Regions from separate parts of the Sus scrofa genome. Here regions 2 and 3 are each linked to region 1. Evidence: chromatin contacts called from public Hi-C and HiChIP or PLAC-seq data. All regions are on one chromosome and are shown on one strand. Each heading gives the region's core, a stretch centred on a gene start, on an enhancer-like site or on the middle of the called end of the contact. The rest is flanking DNA. Distances are from core to core; before and after follow the strand shown. Region 1 holds the start of KANSL3 (KAT8 regulatory NSL complex subunit 3). Region 2 holds the start of ANKRD39 (ankyrin repeat domain-containing protein 39). Region 3 holds the start of CNNM3 (metal transporter CNNM3).

Region 1 (2,807 bases), core at 115-2,614:
ACATCCAAGCCCCTCAGACAATCTCCCACAATAAAATCCTCTTTAATCCCCACCATCTGTTCCCTGTCCAATTAGGGCAATGGCAGCCCTTAAGAAAGAAGCCCAAACTCACATGGTACTTTCGTGCTGCCTCCGGGGAGTAACAAAGAGCATGCGGGTGGGGCGGGCACTACTGGCATCTGGGTGGGCACTCCAAGGCTTGGCATAGCTATGGTCCAGAAACACTAGGTCCAGCTCCCGCTCATGCACGAAAGCTGGAAGAGCAACGAGGTGCCCATGCGCCGCGCTGAGGTCTGGAAGTCCCTCTCCCCACCTCGGTGGGCCATGTCAGAAGAAGGGCAGCAGGTCAGAGAATGGCTATCTGCATGCTAGTCACCTGCAGTGAAAAGTTTCAGTTTTAGTCAATTCAGATGCTCTGAATCTCTTGCAGCCTATACTATCTAATGTGCTTACTTTTTTGACCTTCTATCATGTATAACTGAGGATCCATCAAATCACAGACCCTTGCCCATGTAGGGAGCGCTCCTAAGAGTCCTCAAAAGGCTATGGCACCATCTTCCTCTTCAATTTCTACAAAATTCGGTTCATTGGGAAGCTGAGGGACTCCAAGGTCTCACATGGACAAATACTAAATTTGCTTGGCCAGCATCAGTTTCCCCTGTGGCTGGCATGGGTTTGGGCAAACAAGAGGAATCAAAAATATTGATTCTTCCAAAGCTAAGGGTCTCCAGCTTCACACTATTCCCGGAAGCTTCACTGGGCCGCCTCCAGTCACAAAATAAGAGCATCCTGGGTAACAGCTGGGCAACGTGGGCTCCAAGGAGGCCCTCGAGGTCCCTTGTCTACGTTAAGCAAAAGTTTTGCAACTACTTCATAACGCTCTGGAGTTTTAAGACACAGACGAGAGCTCCTTCTCAAAGCCTGTAACAAAATGCTAAGCCAGGAAGACCCCCCCCCTCACCGTAGATGGGGTGGTCCCCCAGGAACGGCCCGCTACTCCAGGTACCCCGGGGGGTCCCACCCTTGAGCCTCAAAACCGCCACAGCTGGCAGGCAGGGCTTGTAATTCACACTTTACAGACGAAGGCGCCAGCTCAAGGAGACGGAGTGAATTGGCCAAGGTCACCGAGAGTTCGCGACGAGGAGGAGCCGCCAGGAACCCGCCTCCCGCCGGCCCGGGCCCAGCTCAGCTCCCGCGTCACGGCAACCCCAGTCCGCCCCCTGCCCCACACGGCCGTCTGACCCAGGCCGCCCGGGCCCCGGGCTCCAGCCCCCTGTCCCCGCATGACCGGAGAGTCCGGAGGTTCTCGCTGAGACCCCCGCCCGCCAGACCAGCGCCGCCACCGCCGGGGCCCGCCACCCCCTGCCAGGGCCGCGCCTCCCCTCACCCGCAGTCGTCGCGCCGCGCGCTCGGCCCGGGCCGGATCCCAGCGCGCGTGCGCGTTACCGCCTCCTCGCCCCGGAGCTCCGGGCACAGAGCGAAACGCGGAAGCGGATCACGGCCTGGGAAGGGAGGGGCGGTGAGCTGCAAAACCGGGAGAGGATGTAACTGCGCGGGAAGAGGAGCCCCGGGAACGCGTGCGGGTCTCTGCCGCTCACAGCGCGGAATTCCGAGTTTCGGCCTTCTGCATCTTCAGCAGGGAAAGCGAGGGCGAGAGAGGAGGCTGGCTTCTGCAGCGTCCGTTCTCAGTGACCGCCACGGTTGCTTTGCCAGGTCCCTAGCCAGGGCTGGGAGGGCGTGCAACCTACTTTCCGCTTCTCCCAGATCAGTCCCACCTAAGCGTGCAGTATTTACTTCAAATACTGTGCGCCTGAAACTAGCACAATGTTGTAAAGCAACTATACTTAAATGTAAAAAAAAGTTAGGAATTCCCTTGCGGCGAAGCGGGTTAAAGATCCGACGTTGTCACTGCAGCTGATCCGGTACTACTGTGGCGTGTGTTCCATCCCTGGCCAGGGGAACTTCTATGTGCCATGGGTGCGGCCAAAAAAAAAAAAAAAGAAGAAGAAGAAGAGATCACTTAAGCAACAACCACAATAAAAATAAGTGCGAAAATAAAAGAAGTGCTGTGTGCCTTAAACTGCTCTAAAAAATATATTAAACAATAGAATAAAAGAAAAATTTATCCAGGGCTTTGCGTAGATGTGTCCAGATCGCCCTAAGCAGTGCTGCTTAGACCTGGAGGTTTGGAATCTCAGCTCCTGCACCTAACTCCCTGCTTTTATGACCCCAGTGAGATCTCAGTGTACCCTCTTCATCTCTGAAAGTGCAAATACTTACTCACTGGGTGGCGGAGAGAATGATAAGAACAGAAATTTATAGAAAAAGATTTCCAGAGTGGGAATATGAGTGGAATCATGAAGATGAAGTCACCTAAGTTTGGGCTGAAAGGACCAGGCCACTGCAGAGAGATTGGAAAGGTTGCTAAGGACCTACAGAGAGAGAGTGAATGGACCAATTACAGCCCAACACCACTTTCTTTGGCCTACACGCTACTTTTTTAAAATTTTATTTCATCGCAAATATGTATTTAATTATTTACTGCAAATATTTAAATTTGGGAGATTTCATGCAAAAATCCAGATATACAGATCTCTTAAAAAATTGGAGACTGTGGCAGCACTGGACTCATGTTCCTGTGTGGCAGGTATACAGGCTGCATATATGCTCACTCTGACCAGCTTCTCTAGGCCTCCTTGGCCCCTGTGGCATTTGATTCATCACCCACCCCGTCTACACCATTGTGCGCAGTGCTGGGGCTAGGGGGTTAAATGCAGGTATCCCTACATGGAAAACATGATGGGGGA
Region 2 (2,807 bases), core at 163-2,662, 200 kb after region 1:
AATCCCTGGCCTCGTTCAGGGGGTTAACTATCCGGCGTTGCCATGAGCTGTGGTGTAGGTGACAGACGTGGCTCGGATCTGGCGTTGCTGTGGCTCTGGTGTAGGCCGGCGGCTACAGCTCTGATTGGACCCCTAGCCTGGGAACCTCCATATGCTGCAAGAGCGGCCCTAGAAAGGGCCAAAAAAGAAAAAAAAAAAAAAGAATGAAATAATGTTATCTGCAGCAACATGGATGGATCTAGAAATTACCATACTAAATGAAGTTAGAGGGCAAAAGACAAACATCATATGCTATCACTTATATGTGAAGTCTAAGAAAAAGGAAACAAATGAACTTAATTGCAACAGAAACAGACTCACAGACTTTGAAAAACTTATTGCTACCAGAGGGAGCCAGGAAGGGGTGGACTGGGGGTTTGGGATGGAAATGTAGTGAAATTAGGTTGTGATGATGGTTGTACAACCATAAATATAATAGAAAAAAATTTTAAGTTACTGTTGTTCTAAACCACCCCTCTCCAAATAAAGAGATGGAGGGAACAAGGCAGGTGCAACAGCCACTTAACAGTAAGAGATGGGAATGTCTGTAAAACAGTAGCATCCACCTAACAAATGACTACAGGGTTATTACTGCATAGGCTGCCTCTGATCCGAGATGATACACTGGTTCCCAAGAACCTCACACTATTCCTTACTGGTGACAAAATTTCCATATAGTCTGGGGCAAAAGACTTACCCTGCAGGGCCCACAGGGAGGAATGACATCACCTGCCTCAAGGCCATCTCTGATGCCTTCGGTCCCCAACACATATTTTGCAAGAGGCAGCCCCCCTAGTCTGAAGCTCCATCCCCTCGGGGAGGGTGCAATAACCCAGTTGCAGACTCTGCTGCCTGGCCCATCTCAGGCCCAGAAGCAGGCCTGGGTCTCCCAGGGTCACACCAGTTGAGGATCCGGGCCCCGCTGTCCACGGGGGAAAGTTACTGAAGCCAATGCCTGTTTATAGACCTGTAAGCGAGCCGGTGTTTCTAATGCTAAACTCGCTCCAGGTGACTGGCGGGCTCTCACTACGCGGAAGCGGGGATCCCACGGCCCGCCCAGACTCCGACCAGTCCCCCAGTTGCCTTTCACCCGTGGCCCGAGTTCGCGGCCACCTCCTTTGCCCCGCGGGCCTGGTGAGGCCGGAAGGCCCCGGGCCAGTAGGGTCGTGCGCCCTCCTCACCCCTTTCGAAGTCCATCTCGTCCAGCGTCTGCTGCACGCTGGGCGCTGCGCTGGGGTGGGAGCAGCAGGGGCCCTCCGCGCAGGAACGCGGCGCCGCCATGCCGGCCTCGGCCCCCGCCCACCCGCTGGCGGGTGAGGGCACAGCCACCCGCACAGGCGCAGGCGCGGCCTCGGCGGGCGAGGCGGACGCAGCGCTGCCCACCCGTCGGGTCTGACCACTCGGCGCCGACAGGACCCGCAGGGCAGACCAATCAAGAAGCTGGGGCTGAGCCCGGGAGCCAATCGCGACAGCGGGGCGGGACCCGGGGAGCTGGGCCGCGCAGGCCCTAAGCAGCCACGCGAGGGCGTCCCAGGCTAAGCTGCGGCCGAGGCGAGCCCGCTGGGACCTGGGACCTGACTCCTGGGGAGGGCAGCAGAGCCGACAGGGAGCATTTATGTGGCGACCTCTAGGTTCTCCTAGCCCCAACGGGCTTCCCAGGGCAGGGGTCGCCAAGAGCGCCCCAAGGTCTTACCTCCTCTTTCCTTCACTACTCGGGGCCCAGGAAGACGGCCACTTGAAAGGCTGCGCAACACCCTCCTCGGGCCCCTCCTGCCAATTTCCTGAAACCCGATAGGAGGCAGGTGGTCACAACTTACCTTGTCGGTGGAAGCATGTGCCCCATAGGCCTGAGGGCAGGGACAGGGCCTGGAACCCCTCAACCCCACAGTGGGAACCTAGGTTACTGAATCATCCTGCTTGTATCAAAGCATTCTCTGAGCTGCGGATTACCCACCGTGCAAGAAAGCGTTGCATACGCAAGCAAATAAGATGCCAGCCCTCTCCTACAGCACGATGGCGGCAGCCTGTTCCGGCCACAGCAGTCCCCCAGAGCAGTCAAGGGTACAGAGAACTCTGCACTTTGATTGCCTCTTTTCGGGGGGCACAGAACCTAGGCTGGGCCCTGCATGCTCCGCCCCCATAGGACAGGGGCTTGGTGTGCAGGGGTGGCAGAGGGGAAAATTTCCTCTTTCAGGTACTTACATTCAAGATTGGCATTCCCAGTGGATAAGCAATGAGATCCTGCTGTATAGTACAGGGGACTATATCCAATCACTTGTGATGAAACATGATGGAGGATAATGTGAGAAAAAGAATGTGTGTGGTGAGGAGGGAGAGACTGGATAACTTTGCTGTACAGTAGAAATTGACAGAACATTGTAGATCAACTATAATAGAAAAAATAAAAATCTTTTAAAAAATACAAAATACGTTAAAAAAAAAACAAACTAGCATTCCCCAAGTGTAGGGCTCGAAGTAATCTCTCCTGCCCCAAGCTGGCTGGGAGCCTCACCCTCGCACAAGCTAGTCCACACAACCTTAAACTGCTTCTAGAAAGTTCCCCTCCTCCCACCCTCACTCCCACTTCCCCCTCCCAGAGTTCTGGGAGGCCAGGCCCCTCCTCCCCTCCTGCCCTGACTTCTCCCTATGGCCAGAAGCCAAGGCTGGCTCCCCAGAGGCTGTGGCCCTGGTCTGGTGCCCAGTCTGAGCCACCACTGTGGGAAAACACTGGAGCCTGGGCTCTCCCTGCTCCAGAGAGGGGCACCAGC
Region 3 (2,807 bases), core at 146-2,645, 150 kb after region 1:
GGTGACAAGAGTCTCCATTGATGCTGTGACGATGGACCAAAGAATGGTGCAGAGCCAGGGAAGAAGGAAGCTGGTGAAGGTGTGTGCTGGGGCCTCTATTCACAGGAAATCTCTCCCTGAGCAGCTTGGCTTGCCCTCTACTGGATCCTTTGTCTTTGTGTCTCACAGTTTAAATCGCCCTTTGTGTTTTCCAAGTGTGATCCAAGTTTTCAAAAGTTTTCTTCTACCGAAAGGTCTTCTTCCCCCCAGAATAAGTTATAGGTTGTTTTCTAAGGGAGCCAGAGACTAAGGGAAAAGTTACTTGTCAAAGGTCAGAGCCCTGTCTAGATGCACTAGGCATTTTCCCCATCTTGCCTCTGGAAGTGTTCTTTGTGAGTTAACTTTTCAGGCACATGACTCACTTCAAGCCTGTCATCCATTCTCACTGTGTCAGCATTTTCTCTGGACTGGGGGACAGAAGTGTGAACCAAAGGGGTTGAGTTTATTTCCTTTTTCCAAAAGAAGTGTGCCAGTCCAGTGGAAAAGCTCAGTAGTATTATTGCTTCTTCTGGCGGCTTATTCTGAAAATTCTCACACAGTATTTCTGTTGGTTTACTCAATTTTGCATATTACCTTCCACACCAACGTTATTTTACTTAATTGCAGCCACAGTGCCTCACTTACTTATATTATTTTCAGAACATAGCAATGTGTTTCTATAGAATCCTCGTAAAGACTATTTAAAATGACATGTATATGGATGGTCTTATCACAGTCTACTGTGTTAGGAAATTTGATAATACAAATGTAAAGAAAATCTCTTAAAAAGCCCTTTTTTCTCCACACCTATAGAGAAGTCTTGTTAGCAGTCTGTATGTTTCCTTCCAACCAGGTCAAGATGACATTATAATGGGCTGAGGAACACTTGTTTGTCTTTAGGAATTATTTTCCCAAGAATGATCTGCTAGAAGTGGGACGACCAGGTACAGTAATTCCTGACAGAGCTGCCATCTCCTAAAGCGGCTAGGATGGTGAACAGGGTACTAGGCTGGTCGCATTGGAGCCCGATATCTGTGCCAAGTCGAGTCCTACTTTTCTCCCGTGCAATATATTAATAACACGAAGTAGCTGCAAGGATCCAAAGAGGTAGTGATTTCGTGTGTTTATCTATTTACTGTCGTTCTTCCTGGCAAGAATGCAAGTTCCTTTTAAAACAGGGGTTGTGTGTCACAACCCAGACCAATAGCAGAGTCGGGAGCAATCACACGTCTTCAATAAACCTTAGCTTCCGAAGCCTAGTCACCAGTTCTTTAAGCCCTCCTTGCCCTTTAGGTCTGTGGTTCACGGGGCGCTTTCTGAGAAAACTGCCCATCTCCCATTCGCTGAAGTCTCTGCCTGCAATTTCAGGAGCGCCACTCCGCTCTGAGGCCCGAATCCTGAGCCAGGCACTTCCCAGAGCCCGGACCGGCCTCCGGGTGCGCGGGGATGGCCGGGGGAAACCAGACGTCCGCTGATGGGGGCCAGCTCTCCGCTCCGCGTCCTCCCGGAGCCGGCCAGCCCCAGCCCAGGGAGCCGCGGTGTAGCCCCGCGGGGCCTAGAGCCCCACGCCCCCGGCCCGCCCCAGGATCGCGCCGCCGCTTGTTTACTCCCCGGCGCAGCCTAGTCCGACCCTGGGGCCCGCCCCCGCCTGCCGCCTATTGGTGGAGGAAGCGCCAGGGCCGGCGATAATTGGCCCGGGGGAGGCGGAGGGGTAGGCTGCGCGGGAGGCCGAGAGGGGGCAGCAGGCGATGGCGGCGGCAACGGCGGGTCGGCTAGGCTGGTTGCTCGCCGCGTTCTGCCTGGGCAACGCCGCCGCGGAGGCGGCTCCGGGTCCTCGAGTGCTGGGCGTCTGTCTGGAAGAGGACGGAGCGGCAGGCACGGGGTGGGCGCGAGGAGAGGAGGTGCGGACTGCTCCGGAGGCCACCTTCCGCTTGCGCCTCTTCGGGTCGGGCTTAGCCAACAGCTCCTGGTCCTGGGTGGCCCCCGAGGGGGCGGGCTGCCCAGAGGGCGGGCCGGTCGCAGCTCCAGACGAGGCAGCGGCCCCCACGGGCGAGTGGCGTGCGCTGCTGCGCCTGCGCGCGGAGGCCGCGCATCCGCACTCCGCGCGGCTGGCAGTGCGTGGGGAGCCGGGCGGCGCGGCGGCCCCCACGGGCGAGTGGCGTGCGCTGCTGCGTCTGCGCTCTGAGTCCGCGCACCCGCACTCGGCGCTGTTAGCCGTGCGTGTAGAGCCGGGCGGCGAGGCGGCCGAGGAGGCGGCCCCGCCCTGGGCAGTGGGTCTGGGGGCGGCGGGGTTGCTGGCGCTGGCGGCTCTGGCGCGGGGCCTGCAGCTGAGCGCCCTGGCGCTGGCGCCGGCCGAAGTGCAGGTGCTGCGCGAGAGCGGCTCGGAGGCGGAGCGTGCGGCGGCGCGGCGTCTGGAGCCCTCAAGACGCTGGGCCGGCTGCGCCCTCGGGGCGCTGCTGCTGCTGGCTAGCCTGGCTCAGGCTGCGCTGGCGGTGCTACTGTACCGCGCGGCTGGCCAGCGCGCCGTGCCCGCCGTGCTGGGCAGCGCGGGGCTCTTGTTCCTGGTGGGCGAGGTGGTGCCGGCTGCCGTGAGCGGGCGCTGGACGTTGGCGCTGGCGCCGCGCGCTCTTATCCTCAGCCGCTTGGCGGTGCTGCTCACTCTGCCCGTGGCGCTCCCGGTGGGCCAGCTGCTGGAACTAGCCGCGCGGCCTGGGCGGCTGCGGGAGCGCGTGCTGGAGCTGGCGCGCGGCGGTGGCGACCCCTACAGCGATCTCAGCAAGGGCGTGCTG

The links. Hi-C and Micro-C count contacts between places; a contact is called where the count stands out from the background. HiChIP or PLAC-seq counts read pairs in DNA pulled down with a chosen protein or histone mark.
Region 2: a contact with region 1 is called in a Hi-C map of liver, with 3 times the contacts expected there. The contact joins the promoter of ANKRD39 here to the promoter of KANSL3 in region 1. A contact is called at or near these places in 1 of 5 promoter capture datasets (fetal liver), 2 of 47 Hi-C or Micro-C datasets (heart right ventricle and liver) and 1 of 2 datasets of contacts at active chromatin or transcription factors (skeletal muscle).
Region 3: an H3K27ac HiChIP or PLAC-seq map of alveolar macrophages shows a contact between it and region 1. The contact joins the promoter of CNNM3 here to the promoter of KANSL3 in region 1. A contact is called at or near these places in 2 of 5 promoter capture datasets (fetal liver and liver), 9 of 47 Hi-C or Micro-C datasets (alveolar macrophages, embryonic fibroblasts, heart right ventricle and 2 more) and 2 of 2 datasets of contacts at active chromatin or transcription factors (alveolar macrophages and skeletal muscle).

Annotation. Positions count from the first base shown.
Region 1 is chr3:56,957,740-56,960,546 of Sscrofa11.1, reverse strand. KANSL3 (KAT8 regulatory NSL complex subunit 3) reads right to left here and starts at 1,364. Exons shown (of 23, transcript XM_021087273.1): 1 at 1,022-1,364; 2 at 254-376; 3 at 113-251. The coding sequence starts at 326. It overlaps FER1L5 (fer-1-like protein 5), which reads left to right and starts at 967. Exons shown (of 55, transcript XM_021088398.1): 1 at 967-1,002; 2 at 1,247-1,519. The coding sequence starts at 967.
Region 2 is chr3:56,760,971-56,763,777 of Sscrofa11.1, reverse strand. ANKRD39 (ankyrin repeat domain-containing protein 39) reads right to left here and starts at 1,412. Exons shown (of 4, transcript XM_003124915.4): 1 at 1,221-1,412. The coding sequence starts at 1,320.
Region 3 is chr3:56,810,704-56,813,510 of Sscrofa11.1, reverse strand. CNNM3 (metal transporter CNNM3) reads left to right here and starts at 1,395. Exons shown (of 7, transcript XM_021087264.1): 1 at 1,395-2,807. The coding sequence starts at 1,767.